Regions from separate parts of the Mus musculus genome. Here regions 2 and 3 are each linked to region 1. The links are chromatin contacts, called in public Hi-C and promoter capture Hi-C maps. All regions are on one chromosome and are shown on one strand. Each heading gives the region's core, a stretch centred on a gene start, on an enhancer-like site or on the middle of the called end of the contact. The rest is flanking DNA. Distances are from core to core; before and after follow the strand shown. Region 1 holds the start of Zfp128 (zinc finger protein 128). Region 2 holds the start of Ppp5c (protein phosphatase 5, catalytic subunit). Region 3 holds the start of Selenow (selenoprotein W).

The links. Promoter capture Hi-C pulls out the DNA fragments that hold promoters and counts their contacts. A called contact is a pair of places that touch in the nucleus more often than the background predicts.
Region 2: a contact with region 1 is called in a Hi-C map of B cells, with 5 read pairs. The contact joins the promoter of Ppp5c here to the promoter of Zfp128 in region 1. A contact is called at or near these places in 1 of 39 promoter capture datasets (cranial neural crest) and 1 of 484 Hi-C or Micro-C datasets (B cells).
Region 3: a promoter capture Hi-C map of pre-B cells shows a contact between it and region 1. The contact joins the promoter of Selenow here to the promoter of Zfp128 in region 1. A contact is called at or near these places in 4 of 39 promoter capture datasets (cranial neural crest, frontonasal cranial neural crest, pre-B cells and 1 more).

Annotation. Positions count from the first base shown.
Region 1 is chr7:12,879,398-12,883,586 of GRCm38.p6, forward strand. It overlaps Zfp128 (zinc finger protein 128), which reads left to right and starts at 1,781. Exons shown (of 4, transcript NM_153802.4): 1 at 1,781-1,963. The coding sequence starts at 1,898.
Region 2 is chr7:17,026,091-17,030,279 of GRCm38.p6, forward strand. Ppp5c (protein phosphatase 5, catalytic subunit) reads right to left here and starts at 1,824. Exons shown (of 13, transcript NM_011155.2): 1 at 1,603-1,824. The coding sequence starts at 1,723.
Region 3 is chr7:15,920,318-15,924,506 of GRCm38.p6, forward strand. It overlaps Selenow (selenoprotein W), which reads right to left and starts at 2,054. Exons shown (of 6, transcript NM_009156.2): 1 at 1,935-2,054; 2 at 132-156; 3 at 1-41. The coding sequence starts at 1,963.

The DNA of each region.
Region 1 (4,189 bases), core at 531-3,030:
GATAGTTTAGTACACTAAGACCCCCATCCCCTATTTGATTTGAGATTATGAAGACACAGTCCTCTTGCAGTAACACACTTGGGAGCCTTCAGTGTCACATACTATACACACACACACACACCTCTCCAAACAATGCCTCTAGTAACCTCAGAACTTCTAGCTATATCAGGCTACCCATACTTCCATCTCTGAACAGTAGTATAAGTTTTCCCGTCCTTGGCAATGTTCAAATTAGACAGTTTCCATTCAAGTATATTCTCAGCATTGTCTGTGTATGAAGAATGGAAAAGCTGATCTGGCCTGACCTAGTTTCAGATGCATACACAAGAAAGGAAAACTGTGCCCTCTGTTACTTTTAGGGAGACCCTCCTATTTACCTTATGCTGATACATAAGGGCACACTTATGTTTAAAATCAGATGCATTATAAAAAGGACATGCACAGTAGAGAAAACGAATATATGACTTACTCTATCAATCAGAGTAGAGAACCACCCAAACTACATATCTAGTAATCAGCACCCCCTTCTCCTGAACCCTATAAAAGGAAGCCCTGAGCAATAATCTGGACACTGAGAATCTTCACTCCCATAACTCATTGTCAATCTTTAATAGCATACCTACATAATATGTAATTTCACTTTTACTCAAATAACATTATCTTACTTTTTTTCTGTAAGCTCTTAAATTCAATTCTTTGGAAAAGAGGCCAAGAACCTAGAAATGCCCAGCCCAGACCCAGAGCACCAGTTATGACACTACTGTCATTGTCAGACTGGTGAGGAAGATGCCAGGAGAGAACAAAGGAAACTACTAGGCTGAAAGGAGGGAGAGACAGAGAAGGGAGGATGAGAATAAAAGGACCTGCTGTTTGCTGGACTGCAGCTCTGTATTAGAGCACTTACCACTCTTGCATAAAGACCTAGGTTCAATATCCAGTACTGGGGAGTGGGGATAGTGGAGGAAGGGCAGAGCCTGCTGTTCTACACCTGATAGTCTCTGTCTCTTTAAGGGTATAGTGTATTTTTGGTCTTTTTCTATTACATCATCAACCTAGTGAAAACTAGCAAAAGCCCATTGTTTCCTTCCTTCTTTCCTTCCTTCTTTCCTTCCTTTCTCTCTTTTCCTCTTTCTCTCTTTCCTTCTTTCTTTCCCTTTTCAAGGCAGGGTTTTGTAGCCCTGGCTGTCCTGGAACTCACTCTGTACACCAGACTGGGCAGGAATCAGAAATCTGCCTGCCGGGCAGCCGGGTGTGGTGGTGCACGCCTTTAATCCCAGCACTCAGGAGGCAGAGGCAGGCAGATTTCTGAGTTCGAGGCCAGTCTGGTCTACAAAGTGAGTTCCAGGACAGCCAGGGCTATACAGAGAAGAAACCCTGTCTCGAAAAACCAAAAAACCAAAAAACAAAACAAAACAAAAAAACCAACAAAACAAAAAATTCCAGCAGCAGGTCAGATTGACCAATTCTAACACCAAGACCTTGCCGCTGCGCGCCCAACTCACGGTGCAGATGCATATATGCCCTGAACTCAGCCGTCAGGGCGGGAGGATTATTTTCCAGGCAACTCGAAGCCCAAGTGATGCCCGCACCCGCAGGTAACGGAATGTAAGCTGACCTCTGCTGGTACCCAGACCTGATCCTTAAACAAGACCTGTGAGTGGTTGCACTCCCTTAGACCAGAGGCCAGGCCTTCCCCGATTGGTCAACGTTGGGCTGGCGCTAGCTTCCATTGGTTAAGTGCTGCGTCTCGGCGCGTGGCCTTCTGGGAATTGTAGTCTCAGTGTCCCTGGCGCTGCCGCCATTGTCCAGCGGGAGGCCAGTCGGGTGGTCCCCAGGACGGGGCTGAGTTTAAAATTAGGGTGTCCTTGGACGTCTGTGGCTAACCTGTTGGCCTGGAATGGACCACCAGGACAAAGCAGCAACAGTGGCAATGGCCTCGCGGCCGCAAGCAACACAACTTCAGGTAACAAAAAGGACAGATTGGACTCCGAGTCCTGCTGTCCCCGACAGAGTGACCTGTAACCCGCGGCGCTTTTTCCACAAGAGAAACAAGCGCTGTGGCTCAGCCTCCGAGCCTGGGTCCAAATCTAGTTCCCTCTGTGTGCATGCTTCAGCCTCCTGTCTGCGTGCCATGGGGTGGAGGGGAGGAGGGTGGTCATTTCCCTGAGGACTGACAGGCTCTGCTCAGGGGTTCGATCCCACTCTGGCCAACGCCCTCCCATTTATCCCGAAAGACGGTTCTCGGAGATGACAGGTGACTGGCTAGCATTACAGAGCAACCACATTGCGGGTACGGTCCTCAAAACATGTCCTAAGGCGCAGAATCAACCGACTTTTAAGGGAACCTCCGCACCATGACCCCTATTTTGCAAGTAAGGCATAACTTCACGGGGCAGAGGTACCAAGTTAGGAAAACAGAAGTAACTAGTAAGGGTCACGCCCTTCTGGGCCTTGGGAAAACTGGTAGGTGTGGCTATCAGTGTTTGTCTAGCTCCTGATCATCAAAGTCTGCACTTGTAGACAAATTGCTTATTCTGTTCACCGTAGTTCACCTAGCAGAAGCCAAGACCATTTCATACATAAGTTCTGCAACTTTGAAATTATGCTCTGGAGGTCAGGAGGTGGGTATTTGGTTTGCTTGGGGGAAATTTGCGTTAATTACATTTGGTGTGAAAAGTAAGCTTATGATAGTCTTAGATTGCAAATGATCAGATTCATGTCATCTCAGTTTTTCATGAAATGTGACCAGAGTGTAGAACTGAGAACTGAGGCCTATCAACAGCTATATGAATGAGCCATAGTGAAGGTGGATTCGCCAGCCCCAGTCAAGTCTCAGGTAACCGTCATGAGGCTGACAGTTTGTCAAGGAGTAAGCGATGAGACGGGCGGGAAAAGAGGTGTGTTTAATCAATCTGTTGTCGTGTTTCAGGTAGTACACACAAAACGTAGTGAGACCTGAAATAAACACTACTTCATGGTTTCTGATGGGGTAGGAAATCAAGAGTGACTTAGTTTATGGATCTACCCTAGGCTCTTAAAGTTATATTCAAAATGACAGTCCAACAGTTATTACTTGAGACTTATCAGAGCCTAGAAGACCCACTGTCAAGATAGTTCATTCACATGCTGTTGGCAGGAGAACTCAGTGTTTCTCCTTGTAGGCCTTGCTATGAAGCACTTAGGTCTCACTGTGTAAAGTGAAGTTTCCTATAGAGTGGTGTGATCCAGAAGATGGCAAGGTAGAAGCTGTGTTGTCACCTGTGACCTCAGCTCAGACTTTATGCTGTCATTTCCACAGTATCCTATCAGTTATAGAAGTCAGCATGGTTGCATGCAGATCGGGGGTGGGGAGGGGAGGGGGGGTTACTAAGGGGCCATTTTGGAGACTAGCCTCCACAGGAGCAAGGACCAAATAAGGAGACCCTAGAGGTCTAGTACATTAGTTTCTTGTGGTTGCTGTAGCAAGTATTTACAAAATGTGTGGCAAAAGACAATGTACATTGTAAGCCAAGAGTGGTGACGCATGCATATAATCCAGCAACATGAGTGACTGAGGCAGGAAGATGATAAATTCAAAGCCAGGCTGGACCCTCTCTCAGAATTAAAAAAAAAAAAAAAGGTGCGGGGAGGGTGGGGGGGACACAGTCTAGAGATGAGAAGTCAGAAATGAGCACCACTAAACTAAGCAGAGCCATACTTCCACCAAGTTCTAGGGGATGTTCTCTGCTTTTCCAACTATAAGAGCTGTAGCCCCGGCACTCCTTGCCTTGTGGCCTTTTATCTAGCCTTAGAGCAGCAATGTAGCATCTCGCTTAGGTGATCACATTACTTTCCAACTTCTCAAGTCTCACGCCTATCTCCTAAATGTGTGGTTGCATTTAGAGGCCACCCAGATAACTCAGGACATGTGCCTGTTTTGTCGTCTTTATCATATCGGCAAAGTCTATGTTACTATTGTAATATTCATAAGTTTCAGGAGCAGGTACCTGGATATCTTTGGGAGAGTGATCAGCCTTTATTGAAAAGTGACAAGAAGCCATTCAAGTGTCCAGAGCAGTGGTTCTCAATGCTGTGACCCTTTAATACAGTTCGTCATACTGTGGGGACCCCCAACCACAAAATTATTTTGTTGCTACTTCATGACTATAATTTTGCTACTGTTGTGAATCGTAATGTAAATATCTGATAT
Region 2 (4,189 bases), core at 574-3,073, 4.1 Mb after region 1:
GCACCTTTCCCCAAGGACTCTAAATCCTTCTCACCTTCCCCCACCTCCTCCAGATCTGTTACAGCTGGGTCTGTTTCTCTTTTGGGCCATAGCTGAAAAAGCATCCCTAGGACCCCCACCTACTCCCTCTTGCCATCTGCCCCCAATTCTCCATTCCCTTTCAGAACCGAGACACTTGTGCCTGTTGGTCTCCAATTCCTCACTTGCCTTCACCAGCCAGGGTCTTCTGGGCTGGCAGCCTCTTTATCATCTACAACTGCTGTTAACGTCACCGCGTTCCTCTGGGAGCAAAAGCTCTGATGGACAGTGCCTGGGGCTAGGTGATCAGGCACGTGGCTTTCTTTCCGGAAGAACCTTGTTTTCTTAGCCTGTGGCACCTTTCCTGGTTTCTCTTCCACCTCAGTCACTTCTCCTCAGTAGCCCCTTTTCCGCTGTAAACATGAAAACTCCATCCTAGGTTCTCTCTAGATCCCACTCTCTGGTGACTTCATCCATTCCCAGGGCACCTCCAACCATAGGCTGGTTACACTCAAAATTTTCTCCAGTCCAGACTGGTCCCATCTACCCACTCAATGTCCCTTTTCGGACAGCGAAGGAAACCCAAAACTCATCTTTGTGACGAATTCAGATTTTGCATGCTCTGTCCCCTTATCTTAATCTTCTCTTGTATCAGTCTTCCCCTCGTACCCCCAGTTTCCTCAAACTCCAGCCAAGCCAGTCTGTTTTCAATCACTCTCCACCCCAGGGTCTTCACACAAACTCAGTGGTCAGGACCCACGTGTAAAACTCCTTGTCAATTCGCCTCAAAAAGCCTCTTTCTCCAGGCACTCCCGACCTCACCATCGAAAGCAGACTCTAAGCTGTATTTCCTGTGTTGTCACCTTGACCCAAAGTGATCATCACAAGTTTGCAATGATTGGTTCTGCTTAAATCCGAGTCATGTGTTGCATTCATCGCTGCAGCCTCAGAGCCAAGCACAGGCCGTGTAGCACATGACACTTATTTAATACAAGTGTACTGAAAGAATGAATGAACGGAGACATGTCCTCCCACATGGCACTCTTAGCCCAAGATCACCCTATTCGTTCCTGCTCCACCTCTCCACCCTACTCGTTTCCTTGGATCACCCCAAATCGCCTTCCAATATAATTATCTACCTCCATCCCCATAATTCCCTTCTCTATTGGGCCTTCTCTTCTCGGTCATACTCATCTCAGGCCTCCCCACTCGGCAGCGCCATCACTGCCCTAAACACATGTCACTATTTGGTAGCGCCCTCTTCAGGTCTGACCACCATTTAGCACCTCTGTCCAGGTCTCACATTTGGTAGCACTCACATGTCGGCCCCCTGCTTTTCCCCTATCGTGTAGCAGCGCCTGCCTCAGTCTCCCCAGTGAGTGGCTTCTGCTTGGTATCCACTTCTCAGCAGCTCTCCCCAGTCTGTCGTCCAGCCTGAGCCTCCTCCTCGCGCCTGGCTACTCTGTAGTGCTTGCCCGGCGCCCAGGCTGCCGCTCCGCGTTGCCATGGTTCCCCGCCGGGCCTGGCACCCCCACAGCCTGGGCCGCTGTCCACCCTCCCTCACCCCGTCCGGGCCGGGCGCACCTTTGAAGTAGTCGTTGGCCTGTGTCTTGAGCTCCTCTGCCCGCTTCAGAGTGCCATCGGCCGGGGGTTCGTCCCGGGGGGTCTCAGCACACTCAGTCCGCTCGCCCTCCGCCATCGCCATGCCGCAAAGCGACCCCCACCCTGGCAACGGCCGCTCGCGGCACCAGGCCGAACCGTCGCGAAGGAGTGCCGAGTGACCGCCGCCGCTGCCGCACAAGTGTCGTAAAGCGCGGGCCCCAAAGGCACTCCTGACGCGCCTGCGCGGCGTCCCCCCCAACTTCCCCCCCCCCCCGCCCCCGCCCCCAGAGCGCCGGGAGGACAAGGTGACCAGAGGGTATCCAGACCGTACTTGTACTTGTAGAAGTAGCCAATCAGAAAGGAGAGAAGGGGCCTTGTGGATGGGGGCAGGCCGGGAGGGCGCCTACTCCCAAAGTTGCGAGGCTGCAAAAGTTTCTTGGAGATCCCGGCTTCCTTTAGGGTTGGTGATTGGGTTGCGTTGCCTCCGGCGGGTGGGGCTGCTTTCAAACCAGCACCCTGCCCAACCCGGAGTTTGCTCTGGAGCTGGGTGCTGCCAATTACTCGTGTGACCTTGAACAAGTTTATCTCTTGTCTCCTCAGTAACCCTTTTGGAAAATGGGTAGTTTCTCAAGCAAACAAAATAAAACTTGAACGTTGCAAATCAAGGCTCTTTTTGAATTATTAACAAGGCATCCCGATCTTCAAGTCTTGACAAGTCTCAATTGTACCATGTTTGTTCCGAGCCCAACAGCATCCTTATTAATTTATTTTATTTTTTTATTTTGAGATAGGATTTAATTATGCAACCCTGGCTAGCCTGGAACTTGCTATATAAACCAGGCTGGCCTTGAATTCAAAGACCCAGCTGCCTGTACCTCCCAAGTGTTGGGATTAAAGCTTTGCATCATCATGTCAAGTCCTAGAAAAAACCTTTTAAAGGGTCATGGATGTAGCTCAGTTGGTAGAGTACTTGTCTAGAGTGCTCCAGGCTTGAGTTCCAATTCCAGCACTATATAAATCAGGCTGAAAGGTGCACCTCAGTAATTTGAAGGCTTGATAGGTGGAGGCAACAGTATCAGAATTTCAGGTTCAAGGCCAGCCTGGGATACCTGAGACGCTGTTCCGAATACAAACAACCACACCAAAGGGATTTTTTTTTTTCTTCCGAGACAGGGTTTCTCTGTGTAGCCCTGGCTGTCCTGGAACTCACTCTGTAGACCAGGCTGGCCTTGAACTCAGAAATTCGCCTAACTCTGCCTCCCAAGTGCTGGGATTAAAGGCGTGTGCCACAACACCCCAGCCCCAAAGGGATCTTTTAAATGACACTGTTGCTGCTTGCATTTCCTGTGCCTGGATCAGAGCTTCAGCCTCCTCTGATGCTTGCGTTCATCCTCCCTCCTCCAGTTTACCTTCCATATGGCAGTCAGAGGCATCTTGCTGGAATACTGTAAAACTGGCACCCGCCGCAGCCTTCCATGGCTCCCCAGCTCCCTCGTGAGACAACCCAAACTCTTTCTGAGAAGCCACGGGTAGTCTAGCCTCCAGTAACATCTTCAGACCCCACTGTGTATCTTCCTATTCTAGTCTTTAAGTCCTCAATCTAGACACTAACACTATATATAAGTGCTTTAAGGCTGTGTATCAGCCTCACCTCCCCCGCTCCACCCCTGACTACAACTAACAATCACTCTGGAAAATCGATGTTGGTACACATGTCCATTTGACGTGTGTCCACAGGCATCAACGTATTCCTGAAGAGTCTGACTGAGAGTGAATCTGAATCTAATTTCTAGGCACAGTCCCTATTTGACTATACCTGCCAGTGCCAGTGGGATCATGTAGGAAGTGAATTTTCTTTTGATTTTTTTTTTTTTGAGGCAGTATCTGCTCTAACAAATTTGAACCCAGCTCCAATTGTTCCTGAAGCTATGTGATCTTGAGCAAGCCACAATACTATTATTTCCTCTGTGAGGAGGAGCTAGTAATAGTGCCTGCCTATACATGCAGAGGAGGCTTAAGAGAAGCCTGGCTTGGTGGCTCACCCTTGCAGTCCAGCATTTGAGAGGCTGAGGAGGAAGATTTATCCAGAGTTGTTTCAGGCTAGCATGAGCCACAGAGTTAGTTCCAGGTCAACCTGGGTTCTCTCTCTCTGTCTCTCTCTGTCTCTCTCTCTCTGTGTCTCTCTCTGTCTCTCTGTCTGTCTCCCCCCCCCCCCCTCTCTCCCTCTCTCTCCTTTTCCCAGCCAAAAAACCCTAACCTAACCAAAAGTTCATATGAGTTAGTGTTTACCTGAGAGACTTAACAGAAGCACTCTCCATGTAGAGGACATTACAGGTAGCCTGAGTTCAACAAAGTGAATCAAGCTGGAATGAGGGGCTGTTTAGGGGGTGTAGGAAGATCTTGTCCACCTGGGGGAAGCAAAAATGACTTCCTGGAGGAGTGTTAGGCCTGAGGTCACAAGTATTAGGTTTTGTTGGGTGTTTTTTGACAGGGTTCTATATAGTCTCTGCTGGCTTTAAACTCAGGCTACCTTCAGATAAGAGGTGCTGGCATTACAGGTCTGTGCCAC
Region 3 (4,189 bases), core at 804-3,303, 3.0 Mb after region 1:
CCGGGGAACTCATGTTCTAGCTTCTCCTTGAGCTGGAGGTACTGGAGACAGGGTACAGGGTGGGGGTGGGGTTATCACAGCCAGGCCCAGCAAACCCCCCTACCCTACCCACCCTGACCTACTTCACTCACCTTGGGCTTATAGCCTCAAGCTCCACTGTCAGGTGAATCCAGGGTTGTCGCAGCCCACCAAGACAGCATGGATCCAAGGCAGGACAGGTACCCAAGGGAGGCAGGCAATAGCAGTGCGATGAAGGTAAAGAGAGACAGAGATCCAGATGAGAACGCAGAGGTAACAAAGACCCTCAAAAGAGGGGAAGATGTGCTCATCACACAGAGAGATGTGTGCGACAGTGCGAAGATACATAGAAAGCCCACCCCAAACAAAAGAGCCAAGATGGAGAGGCGGGATGGCAAAGAGATCACAGGTTCCACATAGAGATGCCAATGGGGAGGGAAGCAGGGAAGTAAATTAGGACAAATGCTGCCTCAGTAGAATCTCACCCACCCACTCCCTCCCCCGCCTGGCTGTCACTCAGGAATCCAAGCTCTCTCCAGCACCCAGTACAAAACATAAGCTCCCCAACCCCATGTCCCCTACCTCAGGCCATTTTGGGCCTGGAATCTGGTGCAGTGGCCTCATGGGAGCCTCAATTTATCAAAGCAGGCTGTTGAAAGACATCCTGATAACTAGGGCCTGATCAGACCCCTCAAGGGGGTTGGGAGGGAGGAGGCCACACCCAGCTAGGTGGACCACGGACCCCAGATTCAAGTTACAGGGTTATCGGTAGTAGGACCTCAGGCTGGCCCTGCCTCATTTCCAGCCTCAGTTTCCTCCCCTGTAAGATGGAGACAGAATGGCTGGAGAGCCCCTCAATGGACTTCAGGGGTGCAGAATCCATTCAGCAAGCACTTTTCAATCACTTACTGCAAGCCAGCTGATTATCAGATGCAGATGGAGGAAAAAGTCATCAAGAGAAAATGGCTGGTCTTTCTACGCCTGCCTCTAGCAGGGGCACAATTAATAGCGCTGGCAGGTAACTAACCAACATCATCACCTCCTTCACACTACAGAAGGGGAAACTGAGGCCAGAAAAGAACTGGGGTTAACAGCACCGGCACTCACTGATCAGAAACCAGTAAGAGTTTTTTGTTTTGTTATTTGTATTGCTGGGAACCGAACCCAGGATCTGGTGCATCTCATGCAAACACTCTACCACTGAGCTACACCCTCACCCTACAATCTATCCTATATTACTTTTTCTTTTCGGGGCACAGGGTCTTACTACATCACCCCGGTTGCCTCTAACAAGCAGCTTAGCTGGCCTGGAACTATCTACCTGCCTCTACTTCCGAATGCTGGGATTAAAAGTGTGCATCAACACCACCACTCCGTGACTCAGTTCGCCCTTTTCATGTACACACTGGGAGGTGCGACCACTGTTAACTCACACTACAATCCAGGTACGGGACATCCCCAGACCTCCCAACAGCGCTTATGAGTAAACCCCCAACTACACCACACCTTGTATTCTCTAACTCATGCCGCTCAGTGAGGGGGAAGGGAAACAGCCTGTCGGGAAGGAAAGGTCCCCAGAGAAACCCGATGCTACCCTTCCCCTCCCCTCAGCGCTGAGTCACGTGTTCAAAGTGGCCCCAAGTATCAGTTTCCATTTTCACTGGTGAGATGTCACTCAGATGTCAGATGCCAGGGATCGGGCTCAAGTCTCTGTTACCTCCATCCCACCCGCTTGGAAATCCCTCCCTTTGGGTCTGAAATACAGTCATCGTACTCGGTTACCAGACCCTGGTAGATAGGGGGAGGGGCAAAGAAAAGGGTGGGAGAGGGTCTCCTGGCACAAAGGTTGGGGAGCAGAGAAAGGGCACAACGAGCCGGGAGCAGGAAAAGGGGGAACTGCAGTCACCCGGACTTACCAATACACGACTCGAACGGCGAGCGCCATAGCTGCACGTCGCATCCCCGCACAACACGAGGACCCGACCCACAAGCAACAAGGACCTCAAGCTCTGAGCGTGGGGCCGTGCGCACAGCCGACTGCCTCACGAGTCAGAGCAAACCAAGTGCGGGGGTGGAGAGTGGGCAGAGCTACGGGAGGACCGAGGTTCCGGAGCACGGCGGGGTCTGTGGCCAGGGGCGCGAACCTCAACGCAAGACTCCATGATATCTTGATATCTGGGGTTCTCTTGATATCTGGGGTTGTCTCCATAGACAGCGTCTCTGGGACCAGTAACCTGAGAGCCCCTCGCCGTCCCTTCTCTATGCCATAATGGTTCAGTCCTCAGGGCGGTGGCTCGAGGCAGAGAATTGGTTGAGACTGAAGTTCAGTTACAGAGTGGCTGAGAGGGGCAGGGCAGGGAAATCGACGCATTGGGAGACAGGCAATTGGGATGGATCCCTCCTCCCCAGCGCTAACTGGACCAGACTAAATGAACCTTAGGTCTGGAAAACTGAAACTAGGAGTCCCAGTGTGCGCTTTAGGTCCAGCTGTCTCACCACCGACAGACCCCCTGCGCACCCCCAAAACCATGCAACCCCTCTTTTTGCGCCTTCCCGCTCCCTTCCAGCTGCCTTCCAGCAGAAGGATATATAGAAAGTCCTGGAATGGGGCTTGGACTGTAGCGCAGTTGGTAGAGAACTTGCCTACCATGTATAAAGCCCTAGTTTGGGTCCCTAGCACACTGTTATCTGGGGGCTGTGGTACAAGCCTGTAATCCCAGCATTTGGGAAGAAGAAACTGAAGGACTGAGTTCAAGGTTATCCTTGCTACACAGGGAGTTTGACGCTAGTCTGGGCTACATGAGCAGTTGTCTCGAAACAAAAAATCCAGGCGTTGCCTTTAATGCCAGCAGTCAAGAAATCTCTGTGGGTTCGAAGCCAGTCTAGCCTACGTAGAGCGTTCCAGGACAGACATGAGAGACCGTCTCAAGGGGGAGAAAAAGGTAAAAGTGGACAAAATATTTGAGTTTAGGATTCCTGAGCCTCACTTTCTCCTCCTTGAAAGCTGGACAGATAACAGGAGATAGTCATTCCCACAGAATTTTTTTGCTCTCTAGTTTCTTATCCTCCACACCCTATGAACAAACGGCAATGGCATGCCCACCCCCTCCCTCCCCTCTCTCTACTTTCCCACCACCACCACCACCACCACCAAGGATGGCTCACCAGCAGAGATGTTTATCTGTCACCTGACTTCTTTAATTGACTTCAACCGGCTATCCCCGCCAATGGTTAACTAGGGACCAAATAAGGAAATTTTCCCACCTAGCCCTCTGGTTCCCCATCAGTACCCTACCCTGCACACAGATGATGGGCTGTGATTCTACCCACAGAAAAATGAAATTTGAATCATTCACTCCCCATTTGACTTCATAGGAGTGCGTTGGCAACTGAGGATTCAGAGGCCTAAAAGCAGTAAGAAAACTGTATTTCCCTAAAAGGATGCTTGTTCATGCACTTGGACTCCTGGAAAGAATGAGAGCCAGAATCTGCTGTGTGTGGTGGGGAGAACTCAGTGAAGATAACCAGGAACCTTCTGTGTCCTCGTTGGGCATCTCCAACAGGCTAAATTCAGTGTCGCAGCCTCTCTGTCTCGAGACGGAGGACCTGTGACCACAGTCTGAAAAGGAATAAAGAGTCAGTCTGGAAGAACCAGGAACAGAGACTGAGTCAAGGGTCAAGAATAAATGTTCCACAGTCCCGAGTTTTCCTGTGGTTCCCAACACCCTTGGAACAAAATCCCAAACCTTAGCATGGATGGCCCCTCTGACCCTTTCTCCCAACACCCCAGTGACAGGGACCACTGGGACCTTAGCCACATTCTTGTCTCAGGGCCTTCACACATGCTGATTTAGCCCTCTCACCCCGAGTCCTGCTTTTCCTCCAAGAATCAGCTGCAACCATGGAGGAAAAACAATTCTTTCTGGAAAAAGTCTGCTTTGTGTTCGACACAAGTTGTACCAGTTTATTTGCCCTTACAAAGTGCCCTAACCCCAGTGGCTTACACTGCAGACACACCTCATCTCGTGCTCCTGGTGGGCAGAAATCTGAGATCAGGTAGCTGCAGAGCTGGCTTACATTGAGGATTGAAAAGAAAACTGACCCCACAGCTCTGGGGTCACTTCTGGTGGTCACTGGCCACGGCTGGAGCTACTCGGCTTGTAGGTGAATT